Linked DNA regions of Sus scrofa: region 1 is linked to region 2. The links are chromatin contacts, called in public HiChIP or PLAC-seq maps. All regions are on one chromosome and are shown on one strand. Each heading gives the region's core, a stretch centred on a gene start, on an enhancer-like site or on the middle of the called end of the contact. The rest is flanking DNA. Distances are from core to core; before and after follow the strand shown. Region 1 has its middle 260 kb from the start of CLINT1. Region 2 overlaps EBF1 (transcription factor COE1).

Region 1 (3,260 bases), core at 180-2,679, 760 kb after region 2:
TGGGGATGAGCTTAGGTGTGGACAGTGGGTTCCTTCTGATGTTCCCAATAGCAGGCTGCCAGCCAACAAGTGGGCAGCTCAGAGCAGCTGCATTTCCAACCAGCAGACCAGGGCAAGCTACTAACGTGTGGACACAACCTCTCCACAATTTGCTTAAAAGCCACACTGTGTTTCCTGGACAATGGCCACAGGCCAAAATACACACGTTCCGGTTTTTACGGCTCTAAGGTAAGCATTCTTTCAATGGTTCTCTCCCTGTTCCCTTGCTGTCTAGTGCATTGTGTTTTGCTCGTTCCTTCTCCTTTTTTCTTTTTTCTTTTTTTCCTTCCCAGCTCTGCTCTCTGCCTCCCTTGCTTCAACCCTCCTGCTTCAAAGCTTGCTAGCCATGATCTCAATCTCCTGCCTTGCTTTTCTGCCACCTCTCCATCACAGAGGTTTTCCTCTCCTTTTGGTCAGGTTTTCTCTAATTACTAGACTTCCTCTCCCTCTGTTTTCCTGTTTGCCTGGCAGAGCCTCCTTCCCCTGCCTTTTAAGTTTCCCGGCATTAGCACCGACTTGAAAGCACCACTCTGGCTTCCTGGTCTTCTTGTTCCCCCGCTGGTCCATCCTCTCTCCTCCACCATGGCTTCCCTGCACGGCCCTTTCCTTTCCCTCTGGACACCTGGTCCCATGCGCCCCTCTCACCCTCCCCATCCCCTTCACCCTTCACCTCTGTTCTTTGTTCCTTTGTCTCCTGTCTTTCCTCAGCCCTCCCATCCCTCCTCCTAGGTCCCCTCTCCCGGTTTCCATCCCCCTAACCTTATCTTTGTTTTCCTTCCTTCTGGCTGCTGATAGAGTGGGAGTAGTTGCAGGCTGCATCCCTGATTTCACATGCAGACCCAGAGCCAGCATGTCAGTCTAATATTAACATTGCCCAGAGAAAGGGGGTCTTGGTCCCTATAAGCAATTTCGCCGTGCAGCTTGGAGCTGAGCTAGAAGGCTTTAGAATAAAGCCATGAGAAGTCTGAGGCATCCCGCTTGGCAGGCAGCATGGAGAAAGGACCGTTTCCTTTTCCCACTGATCTCGTTTAAGTCAAGGCCAAAGACCAGGGCTGAGACCAGGGCTGAGACATTTGTAAGTTGTAGCCTTGGGGTGGGACCTCAGTGACCTGCCCTGCTCCTTCACAACACACACACACACACACACCCACACACACACACACACACTTCTTACTCACATCTGTTCAGAGCAAAAGGCCCTGTGAATTTTCACATGTGGTGTATGAAACAAAAAATAAGATCTATAAAGGGAACCAAAACCAGCACAAAGGAGATACTGCTGCTGAGGAAAGGGCTGTGCTCCATCCCCTCTGCCTCTTGCCCCTCAGTTCTTTTCAACTTCAGTCGTTCCTGTTTCCTTGACTGAGCCCCACTGGAGCATAGCGGGCGTCTTTCCTTAGAGGACAGCGCCATCTAGCAGGTGAAATGCCAAACCCTGACCATGGAGCCTGGAAACAAACTAGTCTCCCAACCAGTTCCCAGCTTCCCTGTTTTTAACTGTTGGCCAGTCAAACCCCATTTAGTCTGAAATAGTGATTTAACAATTTGGCCTTGTTGGAGATTTGTCCATTTCCAACCACCTCTATTTCTCCAGGCGTGACTGAGTTTCAGTTTGCGGCCTTAGTTTATCGAAAAGGCAAAAAAGTTCTAGAACCCACAGACTGCCTGATGCTAGGGAGCTTCAGGTGACTTTTCTAAAGAAAAACAAAAAAGAACATCTTAAAAATATCTGAATGGCTCAGGTGCCCTCTGGAACTCCGCAGCAATATTTGCTTCTCTTTCCTTTTTCAATCATTTCATCCCCTTCCTCCCTTTCACAGTTACTGAGTGCCTGCTGTGTACCTGGCACTATGCTAAGTTAAGTAAGAGACAGCTCCTCTCTGCAGAGCATCATAGTCCAATGAACTCAGATGTTAGACCCCTGAGTTTGCAAAACCTCTGATCTGGGATGGGGTCTTTGTAAACCTAGCTGTGCTAAGGGTCCGGGGAATAAAGGAGAGAAGACAGTCCCAACACCCCCACTTTCTACCTCTATCCAAACAGTTTTATGCTTATCCAGGTTTTACTTCTTGAAAATTTTGTTTCAATAAGCTTCTATTTTGAAGCTTAAGAAGTATTTTGAAGACTTCTGCTCCAATCTAAATGTCTCACTCCATGGATTAGGATATGGGGTCCAGAGAAGTTTAAGGACTCATTCAAGGCCATAGAATTAGGGCAATAGCTCTCCAAGTTCTACTTTCCTGGGTCCTTGACAATAAGGACAATGAGACCCACCAGGTCTTTACAGCCAAAGTGAATTCTCTGATTATTTTATATTTTTGTTTGCTTCTCTCCTGGCAAGACTCCATGGAGGCAAGGGATGGTATACAAGCCTCCTAGGACTGCCATAGGCACAGTGGGTGCCTTCAGCAATGAGAGATCTCTTTTCTTATACTTCTGGAGGCTAGAAGTCCAAGATCATGGTGGTGACTTTCTGGAGTTCCCGTCGTGGCACAGTGGAAACGAATCCGACTGGGAACCATGAGGTTGCGGGTTCGATCCCTGTCATCACTCAGTGGGTTAAGGATCCGGCACTGTCACGAGCTGTGGTATAGGTTGCAGACACAGCTCAAATCTGGCATTGCTATGGCTGTGGTGCAGGCCAGTGGCTACAGCCCCGATTCTATCCCTAGCCTGGGAACTTCCATGTGCCATGGGTGTGGCCCTTAAAAATAAATAAATAAATAAATAAAGGTAGTGACTTTCTTCTGAAGGCCACGAGGGAAGAATCGATTCCAGGCCTTTCTCCTCAGCTTGAGGATGTGTCACCATTTCCCTGCATTTTCATGTAATGTTCCCTCTGTGTGTGTTTCTGCCCAAGTTTCCTCTTCTTATAAGGATACCCACCATATTGGATTAGGGCTCTTCCTAATGAACTCATTTTAGCTTAACCCCCTATGTAAAGACCCCATCCCTAAATTCATTCTGAGGTACTAGGGGCTGGGACTTCAACACGAATATTTTGCAGGGACACCATTCAGCCCATAACAGATGGCAAATAGTTTTCATTTCCCTTGCAAACTTTGATCGATTGATAGTGACTTCCAGACCCTCTCCCTGCCAAAAAGGTTGAAAAGGATTCTAAAGCTGAGTCCACCTATGTCCCAGGTCAAAAATGGGGACAGTGACGGGGTCCCAGTTTTCTGGGCTGCTAGGTCGTTCCTGGCTGCAGCTGAGGTGGC
Region 2 (3,371 bases), core at 325-2,824:
TGCAGTCAGGAGCCTTACAGAGATAAATCTTGAATCGGGTACCTTAGATCTTTACAATAATGGCTTGAAGTTATTATTCAGTCCTGTTTTGCTATCCATGTCTAGTGGACCCTTTTTTTGAAAAATTCTAGCAACACTGTTCTGATGAAAATTTTAGTACAAAGCAATAGCAATTTTTCTAAGTCTATCCATGCAGTTCTACACGGTAATCTCAGCTTCTGGCACTATTTTGCTAGGGGTTTAGGGATTACATCATATGTACAAAAACAACATAAAACCTTTAAAAATACAGACCGTGGAGTACTCGAATGTTTGTAAAGTATTTTTAAATGAATTTTTAATGAGTTTTAATATTTAAATATTGTACTGGATTTTAAGTAAGAAAGTTGTTCTCATATTAGATGGTGGTGTACAATATTACTTCATGGGATAACATTTAATTAAAATACACTAATTTATGTATTTGTTTATTAGCTTTATCCCTAAAGCAGAGAAAACCTCTGCATGATTTTATGAAAAATGTAAATGAGGGTTTGGGCATCACTAATAAAGTTAAATTAGCATAGGTAAAAATGTATGCTTTCACTTGCATAACTTTATAAAGTACAACTTTAAGATGTTGATTTGACATGTAATAAAGATCACTATTTGGTGAAAAGAGTAGACTCCCACAAAAACAGCCTTCTATTTTTCTAATTTCCTTTTGGCTTTATTAGGTTTTACCTGATTTGTTCTTGTCTCAAAACATTTTCCCCCCTTTTTTTCCCTGTAATTGCAGGAGTCATTTTGATGCGAGGATATTGTAGTAAGATTTTTTTTTTTTAAACATTTGGAAATAGTTAGCTACCCTCACTCACTATGGTCCTCTTTGGGTATTGATGTAACAAATGAGAAACACCTTATTAAATAGTATATGTTCTTTGCTGATTTTGCTTACCCCTAACTTAGATTTTACGCTCCTCAAGATTGGGGCCTGGTTTTTGTGAACTTTTGCTGTGGTTTTGACATCCTTCATATTTAGAAATAAGCAATTTTACTATAGCTGTAACCTTATTATTATGGAACTAATAATTAGCTTATTTTCCTTTTTTTAAAAACATACTGAACTCTCTTGATATAGACAAGGAGAAAAAAATGAGACAGAATGGAATAGTCTAGCTTTTCAGTCATACTTAACTGTTCCAGATACTAATACACTAACATCTATTGTTTTTACTGTCCTGGGTGCCATGGATATACCTTCAGCGGCATCAGGTTTCCAGTGGAAACGAAAACAGATTCGAACTACATTAAAAGGGAACAGCCCTGAGATATTTTCTCTTCTTCTTCCTTTGTTAGTTATTTATGTTCACACTTCTTCACTTCACTACATTCCTTAGTAAACAGCTTGCAGGGGGGTTGGTGTTTGTTAATGAACTGTCAATAAACACATGTTCTCCCTGACTTCTCAAAAAAAAGGGCTATTTTGGGGGTGAGCGTGCGGGTTTCCAATTCCTGTTCGCACCGTGGAGACAGAGAAGGCATCTTGGCTGAGGACCCGGCCTCGGAGCTGGGCATGGCTTGCCGTCACGTGGTGGGAGCACAGCCTTTGTGCCGGAGGAAAGCGGCAGATTTTGATAGAGAGCGTGCTAGCAGTTGTAGGAAGAAGTGGGGAAACATTTGGAAACCAGGCTGCTAGCATTCCCAACAGAGCTGTAGAAGTCTCTCCAAAGAACAAAAGGCAAACGCGCTCTCAGAGTGAGGACTCGAATTCCTGCTGACACGACAGTGAGTCAAAGGCTGACCCACGTTTGGAGAGAGAAGACGAATAATATCTTTGTCCGGGGAAATGGGGTCCAGTCATTTTCTTTCTCCTGTTCTCAGGCTCTCTTTGGCTCCTCTTTGCTCTCCAGAGCTAAAATCTCCACTGAAGTGTCTAACGAAGCCCTCGTGACTATAAAATACCAAGGGAGAGGAACCTCGGTCATTTGAAAAAATTACACTTTCTTGCCTACCGTGGTCCACTCCAGTGACTTGCGGGCAAAGGCAAAAGAATGATGCTGCAGCTGGAGTCTGGATGCGGTGGAGAGGCCAAAAGTGTGCCCTTTTGTTGCTGGCACCATCCTAGTCTGCAAATTAAACAAAAGAAACTTAGAACAGCCTTTAAAGAAAACTGTTTATAATTTCATTAGTATCATTCCTGCCTTCTATTCATTTTGAAATAAATTGTCCCAAGAGCAACCATTCTGGAAATTTGTGCTTTGGAAAAATAATGTTGAATTTCCCAGTATCCCCATCTGGTGGGATTTTTTTTTTTTCCTTAAAAATTTCATGCATTGTTAGGGAAGAAAAGTGTAGTCTAACTCACAAATGCATCCTTATTCTCATGTATATTTGATACTGGCCCCAGTCTAATCTGATAAAGTGCACTTTGCCTGTGGTGTCTTACAATAAGCTGGCTGCATTAGTGCCGGGAAAAATCAATACCGATTTATAATTTACCATCGAAAAAACCTATCACTTTTTATGACCCTCCATCCTGGCTCATTAATATTACATTAAAACACACACACCCACTGCAACAGGGGGAAATTGTAGCTTGTCAGGTTTACAGCCATAAAGAAACCTTTAATTGGGCTTAGTTTGGGAATTCAGGCACAGATTTTGTTTATTTGTTTTCTTTCTCTATGTGATATTTACCTTGGTGGACTTGGAGATGATGCATAATCTACCTCTTTTTCTGAAAAGAAAGAAGAAAAGCATGACACAGAAATTCTGAAATACACTCGCACATAACTCTCATAATACACATTTTAATTGTACCTAAGAGTATCCTTCCCTGTTTTGCCATAGTCTCCAGACCCTTTTCATTTGCTTTTTTTCTTTTTGTGTGAGGGTGGGGTTTCTTTCTCTGTGCGACAGCCTTCCAGCGGATGGTATTTCTCTTATCTTTTTGGCTTGTCATAGTTGATATTTATTTTCCCCTTCCTCAGATCACGAAGAAGCTAAATGCCATCTTTTGCATTGTCTGTCTCCCAAAGAAAAGATGCATATTTGATATTTCTTCCTCACTGAATGGAGAATATTGCGCTGACCCTGCTTGAGAACGGAGGGATTCTCACAGTGCTTGCCGTACTTCCCCAGCAGAGAACTATAGGGTGTGTGTGTGTGTGTGTGTGTGTGTGTGTGTGTGTGTGTGTGTTCGTTCTCCATTCTTTCCCCTTAAAGAAACCCCCCAAAGAAAAATTAAACAATACTCCTCCCTTAGCTGAGTCTATCAAGTAGCTTTGCCCTCATGTGTTTTTAGACTTAAAAGTCTTATATCTAAATTCTTTCCAGATAATGTCAAAAAAATGATGTCAGTGTTTATATTGGCAGCCACAAGGTGCTCT

Evidence for each region. HiChIP or PLAC-seq counts read pairs in DNA pulled down with a chosen protein or histone mark.
Region 1: a contact with region 2 is called in an H3K27ac HiChIP or PLAC-seq map of skeletal muscle, with 9 times the contacts expected there. The contact joins two enhancer-like sites. A contact is called at or near these places in 2 of 47 Hi-C or Micro-C datasets (embryonic fibroblasts and heart right ventricle) and 1 of 2 datasets of contacts at active chromatin or transcription factors (skeletal muscle).

What each region holds. Positions count from the first base shown.
Region 1 is chr16:65,235,567-65,238,826 of Sscrofa11.1, forward strand. No RefSeq gene overlaps it. Among named protein-coding and RNA genes, the nearest start is that of CLINT1, 260 kb to the right of the region's middle. Within about 2 kb of position 1,430, at least 12 of the 83 cell types and tissues checked have an H3K27ac peak or open chromatin away from gene starts, as enhancers often do. A contact at or near this core is called in skeletal muscle, where this site is marked.
Region 2 is chr16:64,473,652-64,477,022 of Sscrofa11.1, forward strand. All of the region lies in intron 7 of EBF1 (transcription factor COE1), which reads left to right. Among named protein-coding and RNA genes, the nearest start is that of EBF1, 120 kb to the left of the region's middle. Within about 2 kb of position 1,575, at least 14 of the 83 cell types and tissues checked have an H3K27ac peak or open chromatin away from gene starts, as enhancers often do. A contact at or near this core is called in skeletal muscle, where this site is marked.